Regions from separate parts of the Mus musculus genome. Here region 1 is linked to region 2. Evidence: chromatin contacts called from public Hi-C data. All regions are on one chromosome and are shown on one strand. The core of a region is the stretch at or near the end of the contact, and the rest is flanking DNA. Distances in the headings are between cores, read along the strand shown.

The links. Hi-C and Micro-C count contacts between places; a contact is called where the count stands out from the background.
Region 1: a Hi-C map of cerebral cortex shows a contact between it and region 2, with 1.9 times the contacts expected there. The contact joins two enhancer-like sites. A contact is called at or near these places in 6 of 39 promoter capture datasets (the 3T3-L1 cell line, 3T3-L1-derived adipocytes, cranial neural crest and 2 more), 5 of 484 Hi-C or Micro-C datasets (the 63-12 cell line, cerebral cortex, embryonic somatosensory cortex and 2 more), 6 of 115 datasets of contacts at active chromatin or transcription factors (embryonic forebrain, embryonic stem cells, neural progenitor cells and 1 more) and 1 of 9 other capture datasets (embryonic stem cells).

Annotation. Positions count from the first base shown.
Region 1 is chr12:72,211,628-72,217,143 of GRCm38.p6, forward strand. Rtn1 (reticulon 1) reads right to left here. Exons shown (of 9, transcript NM_153457.7): 7 at 5,288-5,334; 8 at 5,144-5,202; 9 at 122-950. The coding sequence ends at 908. Among named protein-coding and RNA genes, the nearest start is that of Ccdc175, 29 kb to the left of the region's middle. Within about 2 kb of position 2,179, at least 9 of the 459 cell types and tissues checked have an H3K27ac peak or open chromatin away from gene starts, as enhancers often do. A contact at or near this core is called in cerebral cortex, where this site is marked.
Region 2 is chr12:72,124,600-72,130,828 of GRCm38.p6, forward strand. It overlaps Ccdc175 (coiled-coil domain containing 175), which reads right to left. Exons shown (of 21, transcript NM_028687.1): 12 at 4,487-4,622; 13 at 3,676-3,807. Among named protein-coding and RNA genes, the nearest start is that of Jkamp, 42 kb to the left of the region's middle. Within about 2 kb of position 4,817, at least 5 of the 459 cell types and tissues checked have an H3K27ac peak or open chromatin away from gene starts, as enhancers often do. A contact at or near this core is called in cerebral cortex, where this site is marked.

The DNA.
Region 1 (5,516 bases), core at 929-3,428, 84 kb after region 2:
GAGATGGGAGCACGTTGAACACTTGACCTCAGTCCTTGTGGCTCCTCCTCAAGTGACTTCCTCTTTAAGACTTTTCTGTTTTTTTCATTTTCCAGTAAGATCATTAAAGACAGAGAGAAATGTCTACATTTAGTCACATTTATTGATGCATTCAGTATCAAGTACATAAGTGCAAATATCCAGAGTCTGTGATTGAGTCCATTAGGAACTACAGAGGAAGTAATACAAATTGTAATAAAGTCAACATGCTGGCACCTTTAGTTACCATACATGTAAATCAGCCCAGGCATCCCATAGGAGAAAAGTACTGTGCGTTCATTTTGGATTTATTCTTTAATTCGATCATTCTAAGTTATACAAAATGGATCACCATATGTACGGTCAACTGTTTTATATTAATTTTTATGTTCTCTGTGTGTGGGGAAATGCTAAAACATTGGCCTACAATTCTATATAGTGTTATTAGAGATGAATCCATCCAGCAACCCAAGGACATGATAAGCGATCCACTATGTGTCAGCGCACTTGGCAAGAAAGGCCTAGCCACAGGGACAGTAGAAGCTACAGAAGCGTTGCAGAGGGGAGGACATCGAGGGAGGAGGGAGAACGTGGGCTCTCACCATCATGCACTTTTTTTCTTTTCTTTTCTTTTTTTTTTTTTAGCAACACGAAATCAAAAACCACATCTAACACACTCTATACTTTAGTGCTTGACACGGGGGTGGGGAGGGGGCGGCTCATATATCCTAAGAGTACAGGAAGAGCCTCAAAACACCTGTCTCAAAGTTTGCCTCTAAGATTATGGTACCAGGAAAGGGAAACAATCAATTTGCAGTAACGAGGAAGGAGAGAGCTGTTACCACTCCAGACACCCCCACTCATGTCCGGCTTCTCCTGGGGTGACCATCTACTCAGCGTGCCTCTTGGCGCCGGGGATTTTAGCCTGGATCCTACAAAGGTAAAAGTCAAAGGGTTACATTGCAAATGGTACCCATGAAACCACTTTGCGTGGTCATAATGTGGCTTTACTGACTTGAGTAGTTAAACAGCAGGAGTATCCTAGAAACACTTATAAAGCAATGAGAAGGAACAGAACGTTGAATGGGGCCCAGACAAGAGAGCTGCATTCTCTAGCTCAGCTTTTTGGTAGATGGGATGGCCAAAGTGGCTTCTTTCACAGCTACAGAGATTGTGATAGTCACCACTGGCTACTTAGTCCTGGGCACTTCTGAAAGAGGGTGCAATGGCTATACCAGGAGTCAAAATTAAACTGAGGTGTGTCCTGGCAGAGGAATTTCTTCACCTAATACCCCTCCTATCACAAAATATCCAGCAGTGGTACTAAGCCTGGGTCCTAGTTCCAGATACTGCTATTCATTCATCGAATGAACCTCTCTCACAGCTTAGAAGGTCTTGTGCGAGTGTGCGTCTGTGTCTGTGTGCACAGGTATATATGTGAGTGGGGATGTGTGCGTGTGTGCTGAGACAAGAGGCCAATTTCTGGTGACGTTCTTGAGTTGCTTTCCACCTTGTCTTTTGAGACCAGATCTGTCGCTGGCCTGAGGTGTGCTGGGTTGGCTGGGTTGGCTGTTGAATCCCAAGAATGGGCCTGGCTTTGCCACGCTGGCACCAGGATTCTAAGTGCTCACCACAGTGCCTGGTTTATTTTAACATGGTTCTTACTCCTGGGCAGCCAAAGATGTCCTGACTGAGATCCCTCTCTAGAAAATCATCTTGAACATGTGGGGGACCAGATATTGTCAAGGCTCCTAACATTCTGTACTGCAGCCATTGTCCTGGGGTATCTGCTATCATTTTAGGATTCTAGGAGCTTTTGTTTATTGATCTGGAGCCTTAATAGTTCAGCTTGCAGACTAGGATTGTCACCTCCCTATGCACTAGGCAACCTTCAACGTTCTAGAATTTAGAGAGACCAGGGACTTCTGCAGAGTTTTCCTCCTCATAGGGATGGGAGAGAGTGAAGTAAACAAGGGGACAGGATGTTCAGATGGTGACAAATGCTATAAAACAATACAAGGCAACGGGATAGGAAGGGAGGGGGAGTGGTGGGGAAGTGGGTGGAGCCCACTTTAGAAATAATGAGCTAAGAAACAGATGCCTAAAACACAGGCAGGAGCCAGCCGACAGAGATCTGGAGGCTTCAGGCGGAGAAGGCAGAGTACAGAGGCCTGGAAGGAGCTTAGACGTTGAAGGGGCAGGTCTGAAAAGCTCCTGCCTCCAGCTTCCTGCCCAACGGTGTTAGAACTTAGGGAGTATGGCAAAGGGTTTAAATTCTATTCTGGGTGACAGGAAGCCATTGATAAAGCAGGGAACGGGATGATGCAGCCTGATTCGTTTTCTTTAAAGAATCACGATGATCCCAGTGTGGAAAACAAAGAGGGAGATGGGAGCAGAAGCGATCCTGGCCGGAGAACAAGCTACAGAAGTAAGGTGTCAGATGGTGACGGGCAGGACCACGTGGTAGACACGAAACAGCCAGGTGAATGGTCTTGAGATCTCAGTTGGAGAAGGGGCTGGAGGTAGACCCCTTGCCTTGCAGCCAGAGTAATGGGTAGCATGATAAATAGGCATTTATCAAGATGTCGAGGACAGATGGCAACCAGACTCTGAGATCTAACAGCACGATACTTGGCCATGTGGGTCTGAAATGTCTATGGGGCATGCAAGGGAGAGCCATCTGATAATCGGGAAGTAAAGATGAGTCTTGGCACAGGAGGGCAGGGGGGAAGACACAAGTGTGGAACCCTTGATCTGGAGGCAACATTTGAGGTTGGTGGAAGATCCTAAGAAATTTTTCTTAGACTCTAGTGCTGGGCAACACAGGCTACTGATGAACTCTGGTTTTTTATAACTTACCCAGTTTCTCTTTTTGCTTTGGCTACCAGGAAATGCAGCCAACCTGATTTAATTTCTATTATAGGAGCCCTGTTCTCATGAGTGACATGTTGTTTTCAAAGCTTTGATTCTCAACTATAATCTAACAATTAGACTATATATGGATGCATATGTATATTTATTTTGCATTGTGATAGCCTCTGAGTTGACAGGCACGCTTTTAGACTCTCCCCTCCAAATCTCTCAGGAGACTGTCACTAAACCATTTCCACACAGTGCAATCACAATGACATCAGCTCCCTGGTTGGAAACACCAGGGGCCATCCCGTGAGTGCTCGTCTCCTGGCATCAGCCTTGCCATCTGTATTCTTGCCTCCCATTTGGGCTGCAGGACAGTGGCTAGCGCACTTCCTGAACAGGATAATTTTTGTGCCTTTCTATGTGCTTAGGTCATTTTCTCCTCTTGCAGTGTCTTTCTCCCTATTACCCTCTACATGAATGCTTATCCCTGCTTCAGGGCCTGTGCCAAATGGCGCCCTACCTACGGGCTTTCCAGGATCCACTCTCAGAGCTGCTGCTTCCTCAGTGCTCCAACTCTAGAATTACATACAGCTCTCTTGTAGCATCCACATCACCTCATGGATATTCCTTTATAATTTATACCAACAGGCTGAGGACTCCTGTTGCGTTGGACTCAACCATCTTCTTCATGCCTTCTCCCTTCACCATAGCAACACAGGTAATAGTCTCTAGAACTAAGTGTCCAGCCCTCACCCTACCCCCACCCTCACTCATAAGATTTCTTCAAGATTATCTAACTGAATATTGTATAATTTCAGCCCAAAACTTCTAGTTCCAGCTGCCAAATTCCCATTCAGGTTTTCTGGAGCTATAATTTTTAAACATAGTTCTAGTTTCCCAAGAGTTACCTGGGGGCTTCATTGAAATGTAAATTATAGGTCATCAACTCTAGAAATTCTAATGCTATAAGCTTGTTTTGGATCTCTCCAGTCTTTTGCCTTTGAATTGACTCTTGACTTTAGTACCAGCACTTTCTGTTCTATGCCATTCTGCCATTTCTGTACATTGAACAACGACTGTTTCATTCTTCATCTACTTATCTTCATTACGTTGGAGACACAGGGGTCTGAGAGGATGTTTTGGGGCATTATAAAATGAGCTGAGAATTGCCACATCTCCAAACTGAGAATGGAACCCCACAGAGTTCTCTCTCTCTCTCTCTCTCCCTCTCTCTCTCTCTCTCTCTCTCTCTCTGTGTGTGTGTGTGTGTGTGTGTGTGTGTGTGTGTTGGGTCGGGGCTCAGGGAAAGTCAAAATGTTCTGTGCATGGAGAGAGGATGGCAGCTGCAGGCCTGGGCTATCAGGGCAGAAGGACGCAGAAATAACGGCTCTTCCTACAGTTTTGTTATCATACGTCGTTGACTGAGGCGCCTAATTCTGACCGCCACCTGGGCTCTGCTACATAATTATCTGATTACTAAATGGAGTTAATGTTGATGGAGTCTGATCCTTTCGAGAAGTGAGTCTGTCTGAAGGACAACCCAACATTTAGGTTAAACGATCTTAACAATGAAACACATCTGTCATGGCAGGCAGCAACAAGCCTTAAAACATGAAGGAGAGAGCTGTGGAAATCACTGGGCTAAGTGACCATGTTAGCTGTGGGCATGGAAACCTAACACTTGCATCTCTAAGTATCTTACAGGCAGCTCTGTAAAGCAGGGACCGTTAGAGGCAGAAGGGTTAAAAACAGCAGTGGCACAAAACAAATACAAACTCATGCAGGAAAAAGAGTATAGCAAAAATACTTAGGTAACAGATTATTCATGTATCCTAAAGCTTTAAAGTAACTTTACTGGTTTAAAATTGGTAGTGCTCGCTGTTCAAAAGACTGCAGGTGTTTATTAAGCATTTTCATTTCAATGTTCATTTAAGATTTTCTGAATTAGGGTTCTTTTCTTCTCCCCTCCACTTCATTCTTGAACATGGGCCAGCCCTTGGGGAGAGTTTAGTATTTCTAAACTTGTTATAATAGATTCATTATGATGTCTGAAATAAGCTACTGACAGTTTTATTTAATTGAGGGTTTGAAAGTTATACTTATTTTTTGAAAAGTTTTAATTGAGATGAGAGTGAATGTACGACTCAGAGGAGTAAAATCTAACTCAACCCATTCTTTCTCTGCCTTTTCATTACACCTAACTAATCCACTCCTGTGCTTGCCTCAGACCGTGATTTCTTTTCAAGAGCTGCACTATGTAACTTACTTTGCCACGACGGTGTTTATGTGAGTCCTCACAAGTCCCAGATATTGGTCAACTTGTGCCTACAAAGAGGAAGAAATCATGAGTATACCAAAAGACAATGAGGGCAAAATTTCACAAGAATGTCTGACCCCATGTCCAACTTACCTGGTGCTTAACGTACACAACAGGTAGAGTAAACATCGAAACCACAGCTGCAGAAACAGTAACAAACACACACACACACAAAACAAATATACCGTTAGAACTCTGAGAAAGATCAGCAGGAACAAGTTTACAGATACATTTTGCATAGTAAGGAGATTGTAGCATTATTTGGGAAAAAATAGCATTGTAGATCAAAGATGACAAGGCATAACAAACCAAATATGATATT
Region 2 (6,229 bases), core at 3,567-6,066:
CACAGCCGAGACTCCTCTGTGAAGTTCATCAGTTTCAGGAAAGCATTGAGGAGGGCGTCAGCTCGATAGGCTGTGGTCACTTTGGGTTGTAATTCCCGTGATTGTCCCTGAGTAACACTAGTCATCCTCTCATGTTAGCAAGTGTTACATTTGGATAGGAGTTGCCACCCACAGCATTAGTGTTGAAGGCTTAGTTTCCCAGTGGGCAGTGCTACTGCTGGGGGTGGGGCTTGAGAGGAGCTGGAAGGCAGAGCAGTAGATGGATGTAGCTGGAGGGAGCAGGTGATGGGTGAGCGGGCCCTTCACTGGTGTCTCACCCGGTCTCTTCCTGTCCATCTTTCTTTTTGCATTCTAGCCATGAGGGACTGTGATGGTTTTTATATCCTTGGACCAGGGAGTGGCACCATCTGGAGGTGTGGCCTTGGTGGAATAGGTGTGACCTGGTTGGAATGGGTGTGTCACTGTGGGTGTGGGTATAAGATCCTCACCCTAGTTTCCTGGAAGTCAGTCTTCCACTAGCAGCCTTTGGATGAAGACATAGAACTCTCAGCTCCTCCTGTGCCATGCCTGCCTGGATACTGCCATGCTGTCACCTTGATGATAATGGACTGAACCTCTGAACCTGTAAGCCAGCCCCAATTAAATGTTGTTTTTTTTATAAGACTTGCCTTGGTCATGGTGTCTGTAAAACCCTGACTAAGAGAAATTGGTACCAGGAGTGGGGTATTCCTGTGACAACCTGGCCATGTTTTGAGGAAGACTGTGGAAGGACTTTGGAACTTTGGGCCAGAAGATCCATCCAGTGTTAAGAGCTCTGTTGAATGTTGTGTAGGAGCTTGGAAGATAATGTTGAGAACAGTGCAGAGGATGGAGGCCTGGGTTGTGAAATTTCAGAGGGAAAAATTAAAGACTCTTTTCAGGGCCATTGCTGCTTTGATTGTGAAGATTCTGTAGTTCTGGTTAGCTGGGGCTGAAGAATCAGCTGTGATTAACAAGATACCAGAACTACTAAAGCAAAAACTTTGCATTACTGGGACTATTGATGCTGGTTAGCTAGAGCTAAGAAATTAGCGGTGATTAAGAAGAGACCAGCATCGTTGAGGTGAAATCTTCTGGGAAGTGTTTTCTGAAAGCACAAAGAGGCTGTGTTCCAGAGATAGCCAAGGTTGTACTCCTGCTGCAGTGGGACTTGGTAATGTGTAAGGGTCACCCAGGTGGTACTGGTTTTGAAGGCATGAAGGGGTCACACAGAGCAGCTGAGGCTCGGCACTGTGAGAGGCCATGGAAGGACATTGGTGAAGGTGCAGCCTCAGTTGCAATTGATGGCCCAGGACTGAAGGGGTCATGCAGTGTTTTGGAGATACCAGTACCATGAGATGACCACCAAGAACAGCAGTAGCAGTGGAGTACAGGCATCTGGAGCCTAGAGGACGACACATGTGCTAGAAAGGGCATGGCTGGAGAAGTGACCCAAGCCCTTGGGGGAGCCCAGAAGATCGTGAGTTGGATCCCAGACATTGGATGGTTGGAGATTAATTTTTGCTTTTGATTGTGACTGTACCCTGATATTTTCCCTCTTGAAGGAAAAAACTATTTTAGTGGAGCCCACAGTTAAGAGACTTTTAATTGTAAAAAGACTTTGGATTTTTAAAAGAGATGGATATTTTAAAGAGATTGAAATTTTAAGAATATGTAAAGACTATGGGATGTTTAAAGTTATTTAGACCTTGGGGATGAATAGGAATGTAAGGGTTGAGGCTTACTAGTGCTGTGTTTGTGTGTCAAGTTGACAAGGGGTCAATTGTATTGGCTAGTTTTGTGTCAACTTGACACAGCTGGAGTTACCACAGAGAAAGGAGCTTCAGTTGAGGAAATGCCTCCATGAGATACAACTGTCAGGCATTTTATCAATTAGTGATCAAGGGGGAAAGGCCCCTTGTGGGTGGGACCATCTCTGGGCTGGCAGTCTTGGTTCTATAAGAGAACAGGCTGAGCAAGCCAGGGGAAGCAAGCCAGTAAAGAACGTCCCTCCATGGCCTCTGCATCAGCTCCTGCTCCCTGACCTGCTTGAGTTCCAGTCCCGACTTCTTTCAGTGATGAACAACAATGTGGAAATGTAAGCTGAATAAACCCTTTCCTCCCCAACTTGCTTCTTGGTCATGATGTTTTGTCCAGGAATAGAAACCCTGACTAAGACAAGGACATATTCGACTTTGTTCTACGCAGGCTCTTGAGGCCATGTTAGTCTGCCTCATCACAAGCTTATAACAATGGAATAAGCCATGGACTTGAACTTCTGAAACCATAAGCAATTTTTATTATTATTATTATTTCTTTCTTTTAAGTCCTTCTCTTATGTATTCACCACAGTAAAGGAAAACTAATTAATATATTTCTGGTAGTTTGAATGAAAATGTCCCCCACAGTCTTGGGCTTCGGAGTCCTTGGTCCCCAGTGTGAATTGAGAGGTTTAGGAATAGCTTTCTTCAGGAAGTTTATCACTGGGACAGGCTTTGAGATCTTACCTTAGCCTTGCCCTACTTTCTGCTTGTTCTTTCTGCTTCCTGCTTTTGGCCCGAGAGGTTGCCTCTCAACTCCCTGCCTCTGCGCTCCTGCCTCTCACTGGTTGCCACGCCTTCCCCCAGAATGGAGTCCCCCCACCCCCTTCCCAGGAATTGAGAGCTAATTAAACTTTCCTTTTATAAGTTACCACAGTCGTGGTATTTTATCACAGCAGTAGAAAAATAAATAATATAATATCCAGCCCACTGTAAATTAAAAGCAAAACAAATGTCAGTGTAGTATGTAGAGCTTCGCCAACAGTTAGAAAGCAGGTCCACCACAGTTTGGAGGAAAGTTACATCTGTCTTGAGAATCATACATGCGCCCTTACCTGGATGGGAGGAGTGGGGTGGGAGGCAGTCTGGGGGCATGTGTGCAGTCAGTCCACAGCGTCTGGAAGCTTGCCTGGATGTGTTCAATGTCTGTTGTCTCTACTTTCTTTAATATCTCTTAGTTTACCCCGGGTTGGCTTTTGAAAATTCTTTTTTGTGTGTGTGTGTGTGTGTTATTCATATTTCTTTTTTTTTTCTTTTTTTCCCCATTTTTTATTAGGTATTTAGCTCATTTACATTTCCAATGCTATATCGAAAGTCCCCCATACCCACCCACCCCCACTCCCCTACCCACCCACTCCCCCTTTTTGGCCCTGGTGTTCCCCTGTACTGGGGCATATAAAGTTTGCGTGTCCAATGGGCCTCTCTTTCCAGTGATGGCCGACTAGGCCATCTTTTGATACATATGCAGCTAGAGGCTTTTGAAAATTCTTAAGGGGTTCTGAGATCTCCTCTCTGACCTGCTCCTTGCTTTATCAGGACAGTTCCCACAGGCTTTCTAAACAACTGCCCCCTCCTAGCTGGGAGAATTGTCTGTTGCTTGGCAACATTTGAAGTACATGTGGGTGGGTTTTGTTTTGCTTTTAACTCAGAAAAAAAAAAGTATCCTATTTCTGTTTCTTTTTCAGAAAAAGGAGAAACATGTGAAACGGACTGTGGTCTTGCCTTGGCTCATACCGGAAGGTTTAGTTTACATTTGCACGATCATGGTCACACACAGTGTCTCTCCTTCCCTCACAGAATCCTCCAAAAGCATCCACGCACACAAACCAACGCTTACCTCATAGGTGCCTAGTTCTTCGATTAACCTTTCTTCTTTTTTGACATAGTCCTTCTTGTCTTGCGCTAGCTGCTCCTTAAGTGTTTCAATTAGGTGCACAAAATGATTAATCTCCTTCTTTCTATGCTTCGTCTAGTCAGAGGGAAATGGGATCTGTCATTGCTTGTGTCGTGGTTAGTCTTACATTTCTAAATGGCCTGATAAACTGTGGGATGTCTCAGCAGGCACTAAGGAGGGTGATCTTTTTCCTCCAGTGCTTTGTTGCCCACCAATTTGTATCTAAAGGGATTAGCCGCTGTATCCAAAGGGTACGTATGGGAGTGGTGAAGGATGCTTGGGAAGCAAGGACCTGCTTCCATGCCTCAAAGACACACACCTAGAGCACTAGTCCTTCATTTCCTTAATCTCTTGGACCAGCTAGATGGTTTCACAGGTAGGCACTCTTGCCCCCATGCCTGGTGACTTGAGTTTTATTTCTGGGACTTAAATGGTGGAAGGAGAAAGCCAATCCCTTGAAGTTGTCCTCTACCCTTCGCTCCAGCATATGTTCATACACACATAAATAAATAAATAAATAAATAAATAAATAAATAAATAAATGTAATGAAATAAAAAGATCTAAACATCTCCAGTTAACACACACTAAATGGATAGATCTCTGAAGAAAGAAAAAAAAATCCACTCTAACCATCAAATCAGGAGAAAGGAAAATATCTTTTAGTAAAATAAGGTTTACTTCAGTATTGAAATGGGTGTGACTCATTTCTGTGTCGGGGATTAGCATAATTCTAAACACTTTCTGTTCCCTTACCTCTTCAAGCAATTGAAATCGCTTTTGCTCTACAATCTCAATTTGAATTATAATTTTTTTCAAGGACAGCTTTATCTTCTGTAGCCAATGTGCGTGTCTTTTTCTCGTACAGAATATTCTCCACTGATTTATGACACTAGAGATGGAAACAGAATAGAATGACCATTAATTATATTGGCACAGTGGTTTCCCCAAAACACAAAGCAAAACCAGTCCAACCACAATTTTACAGCATCCCGTGGGCCGTCAAGCGAACTACACCGTAGATGCTAACTGAGTCAGAAGGCAGAACGCGTGTTGCCTCCGCACTGTAAGCACTGTCTGAGTGAGTGGTGTGTCTGATGCCCAACAGCACAGTGCAGAAACCACACTGGGAGGAAGGAAACGAGGCAGTCTCCAGGGAAGGCAGAGAAAGGAGCGGCATGGGCAGAAATAGTCATGGAACCGCCCAAAGTGCAAATGAGAAACTTTAAGATTTTAGATTCTCAAACTTTTCTCTCTACCACAGCTGTATCTTTGAAGAATGGTATAGATGTACAATTTGAATTTTATAAATTATAACATTAATAGTAACAATATTAATAGCATATATCTAAGGGCTAGGGACTGCTTACTGGGTACATTGATCTACATACTTTTGATGGAGGGGACCACCATCATTACCAGCTTCACTGTGGGAGTAATGAGAAGAGATTAACCAAGCCACTGTTAGGACTACTAAGGAAGAGTGGTCCACATGAAAGTCTGTGACCCTAACTATTGTTCCTCATATTACCCTTACTATAAATTGGCACAGAAGTCTGGATGGACAGCAAACATTGTACCAATAATGGCAATCTTAATCTTTGATGATTTCCCTCAATTGAGATGGGAAACTCTGGGTTTTTTGTTTGTTTCTTTTTCAATGAAAAACCAAAACTGTCAGAGACCATCCCGTGAGAAAGCGAGCCCTTCACAATCTCCCTGACAGGCCAAATGACCTCGTGCTAGGAGCTGGTTATCACTCCCTCCTCCCTATTCCCTTCCTAGCACCTGAAGCTGTAAAAGCTGAATTATAGTCCCCTCTTCCCTATCTCTTCCTGAACTCCCATGCCATCCAAGGACATGAGTTACGCCTGAGCCCGGCCTGACACCCAAGGCTGTCAAGGAGGATCTATGTTCCGGAGATAAGATGCAGAGTGCCCGCTGCCTGGCACCTGACTTCGGTCCCCATGTCAGCAGATGCCCACTTCTTTGTTCTTTGTAAAATTCCCCCTCAACCCCTCCCTATTCCCCACGATGTATGCTTTAAAACAAGGCACCTCAGCCTAATAAATGAGACCTTGATAGGTACCATCTTCTTGGTCTCCTGCTTTCCTTCCCCTTCCTCCCATTTCCTTCCAGGTTTGCGGTCCCCCTCACACTCATGAATAACTGAATCCCGCGGGATGGGATACAAAACAACAACAACAACAACAACAACAACAACAACAACAACAACCACCAAGATCCAAAACAATCTAACACATCTAGATCAGAGTGAATTTATATAAAATTTAACATAGGATAGTAATTCTTTTTTTTTAAAGGTTCATTTATTTATTTTACATATGTGAGTACACTATAGGTGTACAGATGGTTGTGAGCTTTCATGTGGTTGTTGGGAATTGAATTTTTAGGACCTCTGCTCACTTCGGTTGGCCCCTCTCTTGACCCCTCTCACTCCAGTAGGCTCAGTCTCTGCTTGCTCTGGCCCAAAGATTT